Linked DNA regions of Mus musculus: regions 2 and 3 are each linked to region 1. Evidence: chromatin contacts called from public ChIA-PET and HiChIP or PLAC-seq data. All regions are on one chromosome and are shown on one strand. The core of a region is the stretch at or near the end of the contact, and the rest is flanking DNA. Distances in the headings are between cores, read along the strand shown.

Region 1 (3,268 bases), core at 18-2,517:
TCTGCTGGTGTTCCTCTAAATAGTTCCCCCCTGTTTCCTTCTTTCCTCGGCTTCTTTCTTACAGCTGACTATTAAGCACCTGGAATATTATCCATGAGTCTTGGGAATGACAACACAGATATACATTTTAATATTGTTTTGGTTTTTTTGTGGTGGTAGTGGGCTTAGAAAATAGGACTCTGCCAGGCTAAGTGCTCTACCACTGAACTACACCCCAAATCTGTGAATAAAAACTTTCAAGAGATTTTTTTTTTTGTTTGTTTTTCGAGACAGGGTTTCTCTGTATAGCCCTGGCTGTCCTGGAACTCACTCTGTAGACCAGACTGGCCTCGAACTCAGAAATCCACCTGCCTCTGCCTCCCGAGTGCTGGGATTAAAGGTGTGCGCCACCATGCCTGGCTCAAGAGATGTTTATATAGAATAATCTAACACTGCAGAAAGTTCTACCGGACAGGCACTGTAGAATATTAGTTTCCAATGGATTAAATATACTGTCTTGCATCCTGAGTCCCTGGCACTTAAGTGGTCATGCCAGCCAAAACATCAATCGCTGTCCATAGATAAGCCCTTATTGGGACCAAACCATTCTGTTCTCCCGACTCAAGCTGTAGCTCTCACCTTACCTGTTGGTATGTGTTGGTGGCGATAATTGGGCGGATCACAGGAGCTGGGGGGACCTGCATCGCTTCTACCGTGGGCACCGCAGGCACAGCAGTTGGGATTCCGGTCACCGGAGCTCCCAATACTTCTTGCTCAAACCTGGGGGAGCGGGACAGATACCATAGGTCAGGTCTCACCAAGCCTGAGGTGCTGGGTACTTCTCCACCGCGCCTTCATCCCAGCTAATGCCTCCCCGCATCCCTCGGGTCCCACGGCCCCTTATGGAACCACATCTCAACCTTCTGAAGACCTGGAGGCTACAGGGTTAATTGGGTTTGCCCGGGAACAGCTTTTATTTCTCCTACTCAGGGCCTTACAGGGCCATCTCCGCCTCCATTTCTTTCAAGCGTTCCTCGCCGCTCTTGCCCGGGATGCCGACACCAGGCCCCGGGACCACCGGCCCTCCCGCCACCGGGAGTCCCGGAGCCGGCCCTGCTCCGGCCATCGCTGATGCCATAGCCTTCACCGCTCCTTCCAGCAGCCGCAGCGGGTTCTACGGTCGAGTCCCTGTCGTCTCAGGGTGGGAGCCGGCCGATGACGTATGGACTACCGCGACGGATGCGCTGCGTGAGGACGTAGTTTAAGAACAGGGGCTGAGACTTGGCCACACCCCCAGAGCGAGCAAAAGCCAATTAGAGTGTCGGAAAGTCAGGGCCCCGGAAGGGCCTCTAATCTGACAGACGCGGCTGTACGGATAGGCCCCGCCCTCGTAGAGAAAGGTGGGCGAATGAGAGCGAAGCAACGTCACTTTGACCCACCCCGCTGTGGAAGCCGGAACTTTGAGGAGGCACGGAAGTTCGGAGGTCCTTCCAGAAGTTTGTAAACACTGCAAAGCCAGGGTAGGAGTCTTTTGCACTCGGTGGACAGATACACTGCCAGGGGTCAGTTCATTATTCTTTTTTTGAATAAAATTTAATTTTACTGACTACCTCCATGGTTTTCTTTTTTTCATTTTGGGGTTTGGTTTGGTTTTGAGCCCAGGTATGGAACTTCCTAGGTTGACATAGGCTTTCAAGTGCTGGGATTATGGATACAGAACAAAATATTGGCTTTTAAAAAAGATTTATTTATTATTATATCTAACTACACTGTAGCTGTCAGACACACCAGAAGAGGGTGTCAGATCCCATTACAGATGGTTGTAAGCCACCATGTTGTTGCTGGGAATTGAACTCAGGACCTCTGGAAGAGCAGTCAGTGCTCTTAACTGCTGAGCCATCTCTCCAGCCCCCCAAATATTGGCTTTTATACTAGAGATATCTAGAGAGAAGTGTGGAGGTACATGTCTTTAATCCCATAATTTAGGAGATAGCCATGCAGATCTCTGGATTTAAGGTCAATCTACAGAGCAAGTTCCAGGACAGCCAAGCTTAGGCAATGAGGGAGGTGGAAAACAGAAAGCTGGTAATAGAATGGGGTTGGGGGTGGGGTGATGTTCCAGCATGTGGCTCTGGCTTTAGAGTGAAAAAGAGAAGAGACTACTGGGACAATTGATGCTGGTTAGCTGGAGCTAAGAAATTAGCGGTGATTAAGAAGAGACCAGCTGAGCCGGGTGTGGTGGCGCACGCCTTTAATCCCAGCACTCGGGAGGCAGAGGCAGGTGGATTTCTGAGTTCGAGGCCAGCCTGGTCTACAGAGTGAGTTCCAGGACAGCCAGGGCTACACAGAGAAACCCTGTCTTGGAAAAAAACAAACAAACAAACAAACAAAAGAGACCAGCATCTGGGGCTGTAGAGATGGCTCAGCGGTTAAGAGTACCAGATGCTCTTCCAGAGGACCTGGGTTCAATTCTCAGCAACCACATGGTGACTCCCAACCATCTGTAATGGGATCTAATGCCCTCTTCTGGTGTGTCTGAAGACAGTTTTTTTTTTTTTTTTTCTTTTGGTTTTTTGAGACAGGGTTTCTCTGTGTAGCCCTGGCTGTCCTGGAACTCACTTTGTAGACCAGGCTGGCCTCTGCCTCCCAAGTTCTGGGATTAAAGGCGTGCGCCACCACCACCCGGATCTGAAGACAGCTATTATGCACTCATACACATAAAATAAATAAATCATATATATATATGTACATATATATATAAAAGACCAGCATCAGTGAGGTGAAATCTTCTGGGAAGTATTTTTCTGAGGGCACAAAGAAGCTGTGTTCCAGAGACAGCCAAGGTTGTACCTCTTGTTGCAGCAGGACTTGGCTCAGCACCATGAAGAGAGCCTATGAATGAAGCCTAGTTGCAGTCAAAGACCCCAGTGTATTGGAGATGCCATTACTGTGAGATGATTATCAAGAATGGCAGTGGCAGTGGAGTGGAGTCAACCAGAGCCTAGAGTGCTACAGAGGGGAGAGCTGGAGATGTGACTCAAGCCTTTTGGAGGAGCCCAGATCATGTGTGGATCCCAGACACTGGAACAAGAAGCTGTAACACTGAAGTTGCGTTGGAGATCCCAAGACATTCAAGATGCCAGAGCTGTGGGATATATGCTGAGGAAAGCTGCTAACAGGGAGTGGATCCAACCCATGAGAAAGAAGTTTGTGGCAGTCAACAAAGATGAAAAAGGAATTGGGGATCTGCAGACTGCTTTGACATTAGCCATGGAAATGCAGCGTTTGG
Region 2 (3,416 bases), core at 35-2,534, 350 kb after region 1:
ATAGCCCCGCATTGACTTTGCTATGTAGACTAGGATGACAGTTTAAACCCCTGACCCTCCTGTCTATGTTTACCAACCACCGAGATTACAGACATGGCCTTCACTTTATCCATGTTATGGTCCTTGCTTTTGAGTTACATGTAGTTATAGCCAAAACAAACAAACAAACAAACAAACCAGTCATATTAACCCAAGCAGAGTGGCATATTCTTATATTCCCAGCATGTAGAAGGGTCAGGATTTCAAGGCCAAGGCCAACCTAGGTTACAGTGAGACCCTGTCTCAAATTAATGACTGGAGAGTTGGCTCAGCAGTTAAGAGCATTTGATGCTCTTGCCAAAGACCTGGGTTTGATTCCCAGCACCCACGGGGCAGCTCAAATCGTCTATAACCCTAGTTCCAGGGGATCAAAAGATCCTCTTCTGGGGTGCTCTGACACTGTTTGCATGTGGTGCATATACAGACAAGCAGATGTACAAACACACCTACACACAAAAAAAAAATAATAAACGAACAACAACAGCACAGGGCATGGCGGTGCATGTCTTTATTCTAATCGCTCAGGTGGACCTCATGAGTTTGAGACCAGCCTGAGCTACATAGTGATCCCCAGGCCAGCAAGGGGCTCCACTGTAAGACAGTGTCTCAAAATTTAAACAAAACAAATAGTAGTGGCATACCCCTCTCCCATCCAGAGCAGATACTCTGCCCCAACTCGATGCCGAGAGCCAGGAATGCCCTTGCCTTCTTAGGGAGGTACTGTTATTTTCTGTTTTCCACAGATGGGGAAACTGAGGCAGCTGAGACTTGAACCCAGGCACTGGGGACCTGCCAGTGCCATGTCCAGAACGTACTTCTGCATGTCAGGGCGTTAGGGGCGAGCTCCACTTTTGAGATACTCCTGCAGTCAGATGGGCAGGGGGTCCCAGGACAGTCCAGGCTCTCTAAGACCACTGTGCTGCCTCCTGCTTCTTTCCCCTCCCCCCAGTGCCTGCTCAGAGTCCCAGGACTCATTTGCAGACAGGCTGACCTAATGCAGGCTGAGCCAGAGAGGTGAGTCCAGGCAATCGGGCCAGTGGCCCAGCCTGAGTCACTGGGCAGGGCTGTGGTCAGGGCTCAGAGGGCTAGTAGCAGCTTGTGTCTAGGAGGGACATCACCTGGATATTGTTCCAGTCCCTGCCTCCTCCACTGCAAGTGACCTTGGCGCCTAGCAGACCCCTGCAGGGAACAGTCCCTGCCCACTGCCTTGACAGGAAGCCTGGGCAGGAAGCCAAGTCATATTTAACCCATTTATGAGAACTGAGACGTGTCTATTTATAGCCTTTTGATTTGTCTGCCAAGCGTGAGCTGGTGGACGGACGCAGCAGCATCTCCATGTGGAAAGCTGCCTGCTGCTCCACAGAGGTAAGATGGAGTTTGGCTGCACGGCTCAGTTTCCCCAGCCACCCTGCAGATGTGGATGAGACTGTGTTCTCCATTTTCCAGTGGGGAGACTGGGTCTCAGAGAGGCACGGTTGCTTCCTCTTAGCCACATGGCCACAGGTGGGTAAAACAGAAATCATAGAGACAGTTGACGAGCAAAAAGCCTCTAATCACCAAATGGCCATCAACTCCTTAGGCAACTGAAGTCTTTTCCCCAGAATTCTCTGGAAATATTCCATCCTTGCCAGGCTTTCTGGTTTTCCTTCACCTATCTCCAGCTTCCCTCCCATCTCAACATCTTCCTCTTTGTTGGTAAAGTGTTGCCCTTTCTACCTCTTCATGGTCTTCCCTCCTCTTTCACTACTTTCTAGTTCTGTCTGTCTGTTTGCCTGCCTCCCTCTCCTTCCCTCCCTCCCTCTTTTCCTCCCTTCTTCCTCCCCCTCTTGAGTCAGGATCCCACTATGTTAGCCCAGGTTAGCCTTGAACTCAGAATGTCCCACTTCAGACTCCGGAATGTTGGAATTATTGATGTATATTTCCACACCTAGATTGTTCCTTGCTCCATGGTTGTTTAAATAGGGTTTAATTATGTTGCCCAATGTGGTCACCCACCTTGTGGCTTAAGTGATCCCTCCCCCGACCATGTCCCCTGTGCCTCAGCTTCCAGATTAGTAGCTACAACTACAGATGCGGGTTACTCTGTTCAATTTACTTCTCTTATGGAGGCCAACATGTTGTTTGTCACAAGAGCTGGTATTTAAGGGGCTCCCATGATAAAAAAAATCCAGGTGAGGTTCCCATGAGGCTTTGCTGGACTCTGTAGTAAGCAGCACTGACAGCCCCAGTCTACAGATGGAGGCCAGGCACACACAGCAACCAGGCGACTGTGTGGTCCATCCTTGGTGTCTCTGGTGCCCTTACCCGTGCCAGGTTCCGTGTGGCTCAACGTCAAGAGACGGCATGAGAAACGAATGAGTCAGCAGTCCTCAACCATGGAGGGGCTGATGCTGGTTGGTCCTCAGGGACGGGATACATGGAGGGGTCCCTGGTACAAGGCTTTTGGTAGCATCGTCGTTCTTTGTCTCTGGGTTTCCGGATGTGAAGGAAGGTTCGTGCTCCTACTGTCTTATGTTGGGGAAGGAGAGGATGGACACACGTGGGCATGGACCTAGTAGATGGTTCCTATAGCTGGTGAATTGTGGCTGTTCAGCCTGCCTCTGGAGAGCTCTACCTGGCTGAATAGGTGTGATGGTTTGCATATGCTTGGCCCAGGGAGTGGCACTATTAGGAGGTGTGGCCTTGTTAGGAGTAGGTGTGTCATTGTGGGCGTGGGCTTTAAGACCCTCATCCTAGCTGCCTGGAAGTCAGTCTTCTCTTAGAGGCCTGCAGATGAAGATGTAGAACTCTTTGCACCATGCCTAGATGCTGCCATGATGATAATGGACTGAACCTCTGAACCTGTAAGCCAGCCCCAATTAAATGTTGTCCTTATAAGAGTTGCCTTGGGTCATGGTGTCTGTTCACAGCAGTAAAACCCTACCAAGACAATGGGTATGGAATATTCCAGGTCTTAGGAGGCCCTGTTTCTGAGTGCCCAGGCTAGTCCCCAAGCCTCGTTCTTCACCTCTGACTTTGATGTCCCTGGCTTCAGCCATCGTAAGGAGGATATGGATGCTTGAGAAGTGAGGCCAAGCACAAACAGGGGGCCCTGCAGGTTCCAGGCCTCACGACCTCGGCCTTCTGTCCTTATCACAGTGCATGCCACTCCATCTCTTCCCTAACCACCCCTTCCTTCCTCCCAGGCCCGGCTTCTGTGGTGAGTGATTTTTGTAGCAAGATGTTTACGCCTTTGGTGGTGTGTGATTCATCTGTTACCCATAAGGCCTTTCTTTGTTGACTTCCTGTTTCCAAAGGCAGGTTTCCATTTACTGCCCAGCCCGTCCCGTGTACCCTGCTGGGGCACAGTGATCGGTGGAAGACCCACACGTACCTCT
Region 3 (3,179 bases), core at 309-2,808, 500 kb after region 1:
GAATGGAATTATCAGCTGTCAAGGTGAGAGAGCCCTGACATTCCCATAGACAAGGGGGGCTTGGGAACAATGCACTGCCAGATATTGAAGGGTCAGCATGAGGAGGGGCAGGCTTTGCAAAGCAGTTAAGTTTACACCCAACATCCCAGGAGGGAGGGTTCTCAGCTGAGAAAACCACAAGGGGTCTCTGTCTCTTTCAACAGACAAAGCCACAAAGGGTCTGAGAGACAGAGACAATCTCCCACACACACCCAAGGCATGCAACAATGCCACATTTGGATACACTGGGACTTTCCCACAGACGGAATCAGAGGTAAGTGAGCCACCCACAGGGCCCAGTGACACCACACTGTCACCGGTAGACACATGCAATTTCTACTTGTTCACGGAACCAAAAGACATCCAAATGTGGATGTCAGGCGCACAGCAGCTGAGCCCCAACCACATGCACACATACTCAAATCACAATGAGAGCTCACGGAGGTAACTCACAGACGTAATTCATGGTGAATTATAGGTACAGTCAGCCAAGAGACTGAAGCGGAATGCTGTACAAGTCACAATGAGGCACAAGCTCAGAATGTGTGATTTGCACACGGTGCCACAAAGAAAATGAGACACGTCTCACACACAACCACAGTGGGTCCAAGAGCACCAGATGCACTCGACCTGGGTGGTAGCCATCACACAGAAGATGATAGATAACATACAGACAGCCACACAACATTGCCCCAAAGAATCCCAGCTGTTACACACACACACACACACACACATACACACACACACACACACACACCACGCTGAGCACAATCACAAACGGAAACCCGCAGGCACAGGTGACCAGGCAGGAGTGGCGGGGGCGGGAGGGGGGCAGAACACACCCGACCCCCACCCCGCCGAGATCTCAGGCTCAAAGAAGCTCCTTTTCCCCAGCCCCCACGACAAACGGGGACCACCGACCGGAGGATCTGCGGGGCCTGCCCAGTAATGGGGATGGGGGGTGGGGCTGCTCGCGGCCCTTTCATCTGGGTGTTGGGTCAGGGCTCCCCGTAGGGGGACGATCAGGGCCTAGAGGAGCTCCCCGCTGCCCATATGCGTCCCAGGCCGGTAGTGACGCCCCAATCTTGGGTCTCGCCGCCAGGTTGCAATCCCTCACGTGTACCCCTTCTGGTCCCCAGCGGGGTCGCTCCTACATGCACCAGCTTGGAAACCCAGCTCCGGCCCTCTGCCGCAGCCCGATCGCACCACCGTCCCCGCTTCCCACCCCGAGGCCCGGTGCTTACTCGAACATGGATGCGGCGCCCCGGCTGCAGGGCAGGACCCGGCCGGCTGCTCTGAGATGGGCCTCCCGGGCCTCGCCTGCCTCGGCCGCCGCCTCCACCGGACCCTGCCACCCGCACAAAAGGCCGGAGCCGCCGGAGGCCGCCTCGGCGTCAGCGACACCCCCTTCCTGCTCCCGCCCCGCGCGTCACGGCGCCGCCCCCGCCGGGAGGGGGACATGGACGCGAGCGCGGGCCTAGGCCTAGGATGGCTGGGGAAAGAGTCCGGCTGGGAGACAGAAGAAAATTTTTATTTAAAATGAGCAGCCTGGGCGGGGCGTGATAGCGCACGCCTCACATCCCAGAGGCTGAGACAGGAGGATTGGCATGAGTTCGAGGCCAGCTTGGGCTACATAATGAATTCCAGGCCACTGGAATGCAGAGTGAGAATTTGTCTTCAAAACAAATGAGCAAACAAGTTTAAACACCCTGGGCTTCTCCCCTGGACCCAGAAGAGTCTCTGAGAAGTGGGATGGAGGTGGGTGACAGGCTGATGCTGGGAAGAACTGGCCTGGGGCGGAAGTCTGGGGGTGGGGTCGGGGAACCACAGCTGGAGGGTGGAAAGCCTCTTCCCGTTCTCCCCACCCAGCCTCAGAACCTCAGTTCCTGCCTTAGAAGCGTTCACTTTTCCGCGCGCGCGTGTGTATGGAGACTTCCCCAGCCTAATCGTGCAGACCACGTCAGATTCCAGCCCACCCGGCTCCTAGCAGTGCTGTGTGCGCTTGGGCAAGTCCCTCAGGCCTGGGGAGCCCCCTGCTCCCAGGCAAGGGGTTTCCCCCAGAACAGCACAGGGGCAGGGCTCATCAGCGTTTTTGATACTGGGAAGCCTGCCGAGCCTCAGGACGGGAAATGACCATACATTGCAGTGTAGGACGAGTTCTTGTGCCAGCCAGCCCTGCACCCACCTCTGCAAGCCAGGCGTGGTTGTCGTCCTTGTTGGAGAACACAATGTGAACGAGCCTCTGGCTTTGGGACCCAGCCCAGGGATTTCTCCCCACCCCTCTTCGGCCTTCAGCCTCTTGTCCAGCTACAGTAGGCCCAGTCCCACCTTGTTTGGTTTCCATTCCTATCCCGCTCTGTTACCACTTACAGCCAGAGCTCTAGCCTGTGAATCGCCAAGTCTGGCCAGAGGCCTCTTGGCTTCAAGCCCTACCCTGGCTCCACCTCATTCCTTGTTTTAAAAAAAAAAGTGCTCATCTTGGTGTCCAGAGCCCTCCTGATTGGGCCCCTTCCACCTGTCTGTCTAACTGGTTCCTCCTTAGCCTCCTGGTTGATTATCCCAGGTGTCAATCTACCCCCCTGCTCATCCCACCTGCCTCCGGCCTCAGGACCTTTGCACTGCTATCCCTTCCACAGGAGGAAGCTCGCTCTTCTTGCATGGCTGCCTTCCATCTTTCTGTGTTGCTCTTTTTATACGTCCGTAGCTTGTTTACTCTTAGAAAGACATTTACTTCGGTGGTGAGGGCTTGGGTGGGTTGGATATCATTATATAGCCTGGGCTGGCCTCAAACCTCAGTATGTAGCTGAGTCAGGGCTCGAATTTATGAACTTGCCTCAGCCTCCTAAATGCTGGGATTACAGGCAGGAACCACCAACCGCACAAATTTTTACATTTTTACTTAGTGAATATTCATTTCAAATAAAAGTGTATAATGGCCATCTGTGTCCTCACCATAAGACATAAGAGGTTCAGTATGCATAAAAAGCCTCATTAATTTCGTTAAAGGTTCTGAATTGTTTCTAAGGACAATGGAAAGTCATTAAAGTATTTAAGTGGAAGGCCATTGTGCTCAAATTTGCATATCAAAAAATCACTCAGGACTTCTGTGGGTGGTTGGTCATTTTAGTTGGATTTTTGTT

What was found. ChIA-PET counts read pairs in DNA pulled down with a chosen protein or histone mark. HiChIP or PLAC-seq counts read pairs in DNA pulled down with a chosen protein or histone mark.
Region 2: a FOXA1 HiChIP or PLAC-seq map of pancreatic cancer cells shows a contact between it and region 1. The contact joins the enhancer-like site here to the promoter of Rbm42 in region 1. A contact is called at or near these places in 5 of 39 promoter capture datasets (cranial neural crest, frontonasal cranial neural crest, hippocampal neurons and 2 more), 5 of 115 datasets of contacts at active chromatin or transcription factors (bone marrow-derived macrophages, forebrain, large pre-B cells and 2 more) and 1 of 9 other capture datasets (liver).
Region 3: an RNA polymerase II ChIA-PET map of memory CD8 T cells shows a contact between it and region 1, with 12 read pairs. The contact joins the promoter of Gramd1a here to the promoter of Rbm42 in region 1. A contact is called at or near these places in 1 of 39 promoter capture datasets (cranial neural crest), 1 of 115 datasets of contacts at active chromatin or transcription factors (memory CD8 T cells) and 1 of 9 other capture datasets (pancreatic islet).

What each region holds. Positions count from the first base shown.
Region 1 is chr7:30,648,961-30,652,228 of GRCm38.p6, forward strand. It overlaps Rbm42 (RNA binding motif protein 42), which reads right to left and starts at 1,268. Exons shown (of 10, transcript NM_133693.2): 1 at 978-1,268; 2 at 624-759. The coding sequence starts at 1,117.
Region 2 is chr7:30,999,562-31,002,977 of GRCm38.p6, forward strand. All of the region lies in intron 2 of Gm42377 (a long non-coding RNA gene), which reads right to left. Among named protein-coding and RNA genes, the nearest start is that of Fam187b, 19 kb to the left of the region's middle. Within about 2 kb of position 1,285, at least 143 of the 459 cell types and tissues checked have an H3K27ac peak or open chromatin away from gene starts, as enhancers often do. A contact at or near this core is called in bone marrow-derived macrophages, memory CD8 T cells, pancreatic cancer cells and 1 more, where this site is marked.
Region 3 is chr7:31,149,613-31,152,791 of GRCm38.p6, forward strand. It overlaps Gramd1a (GRAM domain containing 1A), which reads right to left and starts at 1,559. Exons shown (of 19, transcript NM_027898.4): 1 at 1,284-1,559. The coding sequence starts at 1,291.